2 separate regions of the Mus musculus genome follow, and region 1 is linked to region 2. A link is a contact called in public promoter capture Hi-C data. All regions are on one chromosome and are shown on one strand. Each heading gives the region's core, a stretch centred on a gene start, on an enhancer-like site or on the middle of the called end of the contact. The rest is flanking DNA. Distances are from core to core; before and after follow the strand shown.

The links. Capture Hi-C pulls out chosen DNA fragments and counts their contacts.
Region 1: a contact with region 2 is called in a promoter capture Hi-C map of adipose tissue. The contact joins the promoter of 2700070H01Rik here to the promoter of Serpine3 in region 2. A contact is called at or near these places in 3 of 9 other capture datasets (adipose tissue, embryonic stem cells and liver).

The regions. Positions count from the first base shown.
Region 1 is chr14:63,053,387-63,057,805 of GRCm38.p6, forward strand. It overlaps 2700070H01Rik (RIKEN cDNA 2700070H01 gene), which reads left to right and starts at 1,687. Exons shown (of 3, transcript NR_046019.1): 1 at 1,687-1,720; 2 at 2,381-2,566; 3 at 3,238-4,419.
Region 2 is chr14:62,661,530-62,665,644 of GRCm38.p6, forward strand. It overlaps Serpine3 (serpin peptidase inhibitor, clade E (nexin, plasminogen activator inhibitor type 1), member 3), which reads left to right and starts at 2,138. Exons shown (of 9, transcript NM_001199945.1): 1 at 2,138-2,187; 2 at 3,400-3,674. The coding sequence starts at 3,413.

The sequences.
Region 1 (4,419 bases), core at 437-2,936, 390 kb after region 2:
AAGGAAGCCGATAACAGGACGTGACCAGCTGCATTGACAAGCAGCAGAGGAAAGACAAGGACCTTTCAATTAATAGGACCAACAACAAGTCATTCGGTCAGTAGGGACAACAATACATTGTTCATTAATTAGGGATGCCGCTCTGAAATAATAAGGCTGGTGGCTCATGCAGACCTTATCCCAGAATAAACTCAAAATGAATCAGAGATAGGAAATTATAAAGAGGGAGCCATAGGATTGCTTTATCATCATTTTACCTGAAATAGAGCACAAATGGCATTTTAGGAACTAGTAGGCTACATCAAGTGAATCGTTCTTCCCATGGAAAAGGCAAGAGGGAAAATAACCAGAAACACAACAAATAATAAATTCTTAGAAGCTGGTTAAAAGTTTCAAGTAAAATCTTTCAAATGTTAATTTTAGAAAGTCCTTGAGATTACTTCTATGAAGATATGATGTGTGTGTGTGTGTGCATTTGCATGTGTGTATGTTCGAGTGAAATGTGGGTGGTGTGTGCATGCATGTGCGTGTGTCTGTGTGTGTGTTGTGCATGTGCATGCTACAACCCATGTGTGGAGGTCAGGAGACAGCTTTGTCGAGTTGGTTTCTTTTTTTCCCTTCCCTTCTCTCTTTGTACATAGGTTCTAGGAGTGGCGCAGAGATGACCCTGAGCTGTCTCACTAGCCCAATATTGGAGTGCTTTTAAATGGAACACACCCAAGCTAAAAAAAAACCTTCTGCTACTCACAACGCAGCATTGTAGGCAACCTCCCAGACAAAACAATGGGGAAGAGAAGCTGGGCGCAACAGTAACCCCACGGACTGCCACTCACTTGAATTTTAAGAACATGGCACTGTGTCCAAAGCAGGGAAGGGGCTGTTTCTGGTGGGTGAGTGAGGAGGAAGAGGATGAAGAAAGTGTTGAGAACACTCTGGGAACCTGTATATGAACCCAAACATTTTAAGAGCCCCTCAATCCACTTGCACACAGAAGACCTGTCATCCACAATATTTCTTAATGAGTTCTTGGGCCTCATAGACACATTGGGAGCTTTTAATCAGTGAGTGGAGCTAGGAAGTGGGTCACATCATCCCAGAAAAAAAAAAAAAAAAAGTAACTAACAAGCTTTCCTGGGTAGCCTCTGAAAACCCCAAAGAGCTGGAAAGGCCTCCTAGGATAACAACAAATGCTGGAAGTGTTTCAGAATAGCAGCACAGATGTCCGGGGGAGCATAATTGTTCCTTCTGCGTGTGGTAGGCTAGTTCAGGGTCCAGTCAGAGCTCACCAGACCCCTGAGAGAACCAGGAAAGAGGCTAGCCCAGCCTTTCAGTTGAGCTCCCATTTTCTCTTCCAGACCTCAAGCATGGGCTGCCTGGCCACTCCCTGCCCTCTGAGTCTCTTCTCATCATTCTCAGAATGAGGCACTGTCCAGACAAGACCCAGGCTGTCCACCCTGTGGCGCCAGCAAGCGGAGAGCAGACAGCAGGGCCCCTGCCTCCACCACCTCCCTTCCCCTGGCACCAAAACAAATGACCTCATCTGAGGAACCAGCTCCTATCAGCCACCAGCCTCCCTCCAGGCCAGCAGAGGGATCAACGGGAGGGGAGGAGGCTGGCCCTGGGCTCTGCCTACTTTGGCACAGACCTGGTTCTGCGGAGCATCAGCTGCCGCCTTTAAATCAGGGAGGCTTCGGCTTTGTTCTTGGGTCCTGGATACTGGGTGAGCCCTACTCCTGCATGTAGCCCCCCCCCCCCCCCCGACGTCTCCCTCTGTGCTATCCTTGGGTACACATAACTACAAAGGACAGCCACCACACAAATAGCCAACGAAGGACTGAGGAGGCTCTGTGTATGCATGTGTGCATGCATGCATGCTTGCATGCGTGTGTGCTTGTGAACAGCCTCAGGTATTCATTCTTGGTTTTAGACACTACTCAGTGGCCTGGAACTCAGCAAGAAGGCTACACTGGCTGGCCACCAAGCCCAGGGATCCACTGCCTCTGCCTTCCAGGGGCTAGGGTTGCACACATATACACCACCTGACTTTTTGTGGTTATCATGGTTTTGGTTTGTATTGATTGATTGATTGGTTGGTTGATTGCACGGATGATTCTGGAGAGTCCACAGTGCCTTTACTCTGTGCAAGAGAGTCATTTCACCCAGTCCAGAAATGGAAGTCTAGGATTCTAACTGTGCCAGGGCCCCATCACCCCCTGTTCTGCCCTGGCACTGCAGTGGTGTGGTAGAGGCCTCCTATAGGTGATGGGGTGGCAGCCATGTCCCACCAGATGATGTGACTGACATGGTGGCTTTGATATCAGTATCTTTTTCCAATCTGGTTCAGCATTTAATGATGGTGCTCATGATGTTGTCTACCCAGGGGCAGACTCTCGAGACTTCCACAACATGTGACCTTCAGCAAAGTCTTAGAACACTTCTAGACCTCAGCAAGTAACCTACGAGAGGCGGTTATGACTGGTCCTGTCTTCAAGCTAGGCTGCAAGAGTCAAGTGGCAACTGAATCAGTGCATCATGCCCAGCATGGAGGAAGCCATCAGTCATCCTGGTCAGTTATCAAGATCCACAGGGTGGTGGCCTCGGAAAGTGTGCGGCTCCATCTGACTTCTCTATCCCAGTCAGTCTGACTGCACCTCCTGTTGAGTGTGTGAATAGGGGCCCAGTGACCTTCCCAAAGGTGGCTGGCATCCCTGTATGCTGGATCGCAGGACCCATTTTGGTCTTTCTGTCCTTGCCCAGGCTAGTATACACAGTGATTATGTATGCATTGCAAGCACCTTATTATTAGAAGAGAGCAGGGGTGTGGCTAAATCGGTAGAGTGCTTGCCTAGCACACAGGAAACCCTGGGTTCCATTCTCAGCACTGCATAAACGGTGCTGCTCAGTGCTGTAATCCCAGCACTCAGGAGATGGAGGCAGGGGAATCAAGTAAGTTCAGGCTAGCCTGGGATAGCTGAGACTAAAAAGAGGGGGGGCGGGGTGGAGGAGAAAGTGGAAAAAGAAGAGAGAAGGAGGAGAGAAAGGACTAGAGAAAGTAATCGTTAGACAAGAGGTGGATTTTGTTCAGCATCAGGGAAGACCTGTATCAGGTCTCTCTCCCCTGGAGGGCAGCAGATGAAGAAGTGCTACCTTGGATGTTCCCCTAAGTAAACAGAGTCCCCAGCCATTCAGCCCCAGTGTCTGCAGAGACCCCAGCACAGTGACGTCTCTTCTCCACAGGGATCACCATTGGTTGGCCTCTGCACCATGGGATAGATGATCGGACACTAACCTGAGGCAGAAGGAAGGGCCCTGGAGGATCTCTGTCACTCCCCAGAGCCTGCACTCTTACCAGCTCCTGAATGCCCACAGGGGCTTCCTGTGATTTTTGCCATGCTTCGCTTCTGTATCCTGCCTTCAGCAGGTACTACCCTCCCCCACCATCATACTCTGCTGGGGAAGGGATTGCTGAGAACAGCAATCGCCCAAGGACACACAACTACTGTACATGCTAAGTGTTCTGCCCTTATAGAAATACAAGGAAAAGAAACCCTCTTAATGTTTCCCCTCCACTATCCGTATGTGTCTTGGGGTTGTACTGTGTTAGAATGTTAGATTTTCACAACTGCTTTTTGAATTGCTGACTTGGGTTACGCTAAAAAAAAAGAAAGAAAGAAAAAAGAAAAAAAGTGGGTGTTTTAGTCATCATCCTATTGCTGTAGAGAGAGACCCATGACTACAACAACTCTTATAAAAAGAAGCATTTGCTGGGCGTGGTGGCGCATGCCTTTAATCCCAGCACTCAGGAGGCAGAGGCAGAGGCAGGTGGATTTCTGAGTTCGAGGCCAGCCTGGTCTACAAAGTGAGCTCCAGAACAGCCAGGGCTCTACAGAGAAACCCTGTCTCAAAAATAAAAAAAGCAAAAAATAAAATAAATAAAAAGAAGCATTTAATTGGAGCTGGCTTACAGTCTCAGAGGATCAGTCCATTATCAGCATGGCAGGAATCGAGAAATCATGGCACCATGCAGGCAAAATGGTGCTGGAGGAACTGAGAGTTCGACATCGGGATCCTCAAACAGCAGGAAGAGAAAGACAGTGGGCCTGGCTTGAGCATTTGAAACCCCCAAATCCACCCCCAGTGACATACTTCCTCCAACAAGGTCACACCTACACACCTCCTAAACCTTTCAAATAGTGCCACTCCCTATGAGCCTATGGGGGCCATTTTTATTCAGACAACTACATTGGGCCAACAAGATGGCTCAGGGATTAACTCGGCATTTGCAAACAAGCCAGAAATCCTGAGTTGGAATCTTGGGGTCCCACATGGTAGTGAGAGGGATGAGACAGGCTGATTCCATGACAGGCTTCAAATCGGCAGTTAAGGAGACTAGGCCTAAGAACTAGGCAAGTCGAGGCA
Region 2 (4,115 bases), core at 888-3,387:
TGAGACAGTGTGGACTGATTCTGGGTTTCAAGATGGGATAGGACAATGAAAGGCAGCTGGCAAGGGCTCTGGTGAATCCAGAAGGTGGAAATAGCGTGTGCCTTCCAGCTACATGTGCTTGCTGGAAAGTCCCTAGTTGGAAATAGGCTAAGAACTAGTGAGTCCTAAAGGGAGAGAGAAGGAGCTAAAGTAGGTATCACCAGGGTGACCAGAACAAATGAGAAGAAGCATCGTAATCTAAAAGCACCATACTTTGTCTGTCTAGAGGTGCTTCACCAGAACAGCCCTGAGAAATGAAAGCAGTCTAGAAGCATGTCACCAATCCATAGAGTCTGGATAGACTATCAAAAGCCTTAGAATCCCATGGGGAGTTCAAAAGATCCAATGTCTTGGCTCCTTTAACAGACACCACTGAGGCTGTGGGAAATAACATAAGCCTGAGAGTAAAAGCAGGGGATATAAGTTCAAGCCTCAACAGAATCTTGAGTTCTTCTGTCTTAATTTCTCCCTCTGTGAAATGGGAGTAATATGTGTGCTCATGGCACTGTCATGGGGATTCACACAATGTGCAGCTGTGAATGGAAAATTTCTAACTTCATAGAGCATGGAGGATATACTCAATAATGTTCACTTTGCTTGTTTTTACGGCTATGAATAACCAATATCCATATAAATAACCAATCCTGGCAAGATGGATGCCAACATGCAATCTCTATAACTGGTCAGACACCATGATGACACACCAGCTTCTGCTGAGTACCCCAAAGCAACATCAGTTGCTATTCATATTTTATTCATCCACACATTGAAATATTTAGTCCATGTGAGAAATGTCTCGAGCATTTAAAGTTTTCCTGGCATTGTTTCATGAAAATGTTTTCAAAAGCAGTTTAGAATTGTACATTCATAAAGTTAGGAAATCACATTCACAGAAGTGACACAGCCAGATTGCCCAATTTCAGAAGTCGTTTCTCAGGCATCTCTCCGTACTGCTATTGGCAATTACTTAATTAATCGACTTTAGCTAAAGTCAGTCCACCTTAAGAACCTTGAGGCATCGCAAAAAGCCCTTGGATTTACTGCAGCTTTCTGTTTAACGCTGTCAGTGTAAACATCTAAAGTCCACGTTCAAAGTGAAAGACAAGAGTCCAGTGAGAGTGTAGCCCAGGCTGCTGATTCAATGCTACATTCCCCAACCAGGCCTAGAGCCTTGGGGCCCAGCAGGCAATCAGGAGCTAGTTCTTGGATGCACGAATAGATGGAATGAATGCTTTCTCTGGGTACTTTGACAGAAGTTAAATACATTTCTTTCCCCTGCCATACTGTAGCTTAGAGTCCAAGACACACAATGGTGAATTTACATCAAAATTCAAGATTTGAAGAGATTTCATATGAAACAGCTACAGAACTGTAACTATCCTAAGACCCAAAATACCCTTGGATTGAATATCTATGATTAAACTTTAAAGTGAATTGCCCACTGATTATAGGGGTGTGAGTACTTGTCAAGTTAAAGGGACCCCCCATGGGATCTCTCTTTCTTAAATTATTATAGTGGGCTTGTTGCACTGTATCTGAGGACTGTTCTAGGGCTCATATTACACAGCAGGTACACTCGATTTTGTTAATAATGGATGAGGCCAGCTGTCTTGCTCTAACCTGATTGAACCAGACTTTGCACTGCTTGCTTTTTTTTCTTTTTCAGCCCTGCACTTGCTGAAAGTTCCAGGCCATGCTCAAAGACTGACCTATTGTTTTGTTTCCAGGAGGAGGAGAGAGGCACTAGGTACCTGGCACCCAGCAAAAACCCAGAGTTATCTCGGAATTCTTCAAAGTCATAAAGGGCTAGATGGAGGGTTCCTTGCTGGTACAACCAGGTCACAAGCCTTAGAAGGCTTGATGGGCATGGCTGGCTCTGTCCCCGAGGCATACTCTGCTCTCATCTGGGCTTTGCTGCCTACAGCTGAGATGCTTCTCCTGGCTCCCTGCAGAACGTCCAGGCTCCAGGAATTTGGACGGAGTGGTAGAGACATCGCCGGCAGAGACGGCAATTACCAGCTTCCTCCCTGGGATGTCTTGTGATTCGGGGCACATTCTGCTCCTACTCTTTTAAAAAGGGCAGCATGTTGATGCTCAAGGCACAAGAACAGAATCAAACAAGGAAACTACCATTTGATTAAAGAGTCGGTGAGTATACAACACATCCCTGGTAGTCATGGCAGGACCTGGGTCACCAGGAGTCTGGGCATCAAAGTCTATTTGCTAAGGGTTGCAAGTGCTCTTGTCTCGGAAGCTGATAGAAGCTGCACGAACTCTCAAAGTAGGACTTGAAGCTTTCACTAATGACCTTAGAGTAAAGCCTACTTTCTCTCTAGACATACGCACCCATGCAAATTCCCACTCCGTGGGTTCCGAGGTCACGTGTATTTGTGTTCAGCCCTGAAGGGAAGAGCTGGGAAACATGGCTTTTTCTCTTAGATCTTTATTTAAAGGGAATTCCACTGAGCCCAGGCCTTTGCTTATAAGCTTGTATAGGAAGTGCTTTGGACTGGGTATTTCTCTCCCATTGGCCTAGTCTGATTCCACAGTTGAAGCAATTAGCAAAGATTGCTACTGTAGTGAAAGTGCTCTGCTCTGCTCTTCTTGCTCCCTTCTGGATTCCTTTGCTACTCATGGTAGCCCCTCTTCCTGGGAGGACACAGTTCTGAGGAGGAGCTTTCTATTATTATTGTTCTACTCTGTGGAATAATCTACTACGTAGCATGAAATCTAATATTCTAGGCCCAGCTATCCCATTCATCACTCTTAGAACATACATATATGTTCTTAATATTTTATGTAGTACTCTTAAAGGCCAGGATCTGTCATAACTCTGTTATTCTCCCCCTACCAGTGAGTCACTGAGTTCTCTAGAGCACAGCCCCCATGACTATAGTTACGATACCTAGTATGGATGTGAGAATATCAACCAAGAATATATAATCTTTTTAGCCTAAAAGATAAACTTTGAGTATGGTTAATATTATAATGACTCATAAGAAACATGGCTCAGCTATAAGCAGGCTAAGTACTAGGAAACCATAGGATGCACTTTGACATTTCTTAACATAATGACTTGTTTCACTATAACCAGGACTTTTCCAAGGCCTCACGTACAGTAAGAGGAGCAGATCTTCCAGCACGGGGTTGAGTTTTCAAAAAGATCCCAGCCCAACCAAGCATCCTAGACATGTAGGAGCATGGTGGGTAAGCAAGAAAGTGAAGCGAGACTGTCCTTTGGGCCATACCTGGCCACTGAAAACAGAGCCAGGTGCCCCAGTTCCCAGATGATGAGCCTTGTCACCTTGTCTTCCTTGTCACCAGCATTCTCTCTGTACTTCCCCTCCCTCTGAACTGCAGGTGTCCAGTCTCCATGCTGCCTCTCCTGCAGGTCACCTTCTTTCTTCTCTCCTCCTGCTTCTCAGCAGGAGGGGGCAGCCCCCTCAGTGAAGGCCTGTGGCTGCTGAAGACTGAGTTTGCCCTCCACCTTTACCGGAGTGCAGCAGCAGAGAGAAACGGGACAAACTTCGTCATCTCACCGGCCAGTGTGTCCCTCTCCCTGGAGATCCTGCAGTTTGGAGCCAGGGGCAACACCGGCTGGCAGCTGGCTGGGGCCCTCGGCTATACAGTGCAAGGTAAGAGGCTCCTCTCTCCTGCTTCTCTCAGCCCTGCTCCCTGCTCCACCCTGCTCAAGTGCTCTGGGCGGGGAGCGCAGATCCCAGTGTGCACAGGGAGAGAGGCATGGCCATTCGTGAAGCACTCAGACTTTTACCATGGCTGTTCTTGATTGTGGGGACTTCCTTCTAGCCTCATGGCAATACCACAGTTTTGAGTCACTGTCCCTTTTAGAATGCTTGCTGTGGCTGGGAGAGGTGGGGAACACCTTCTAAACAGTCACTGATTGCCTTTTGAAGTTGGTGGTTTCATTGGCACCCCTATTTGGGGAAGTAGATAGGCAGAGGGTGGAGACAACTTGCTGGAAGTCACACAGTCAATAAAAGGCAGGCTGGGCTTAAATGCACTTTTTTTTGTTTTGTTTTGTTTGTTTGTTTGTTTGTTTTTTTGAGACAGGGTTT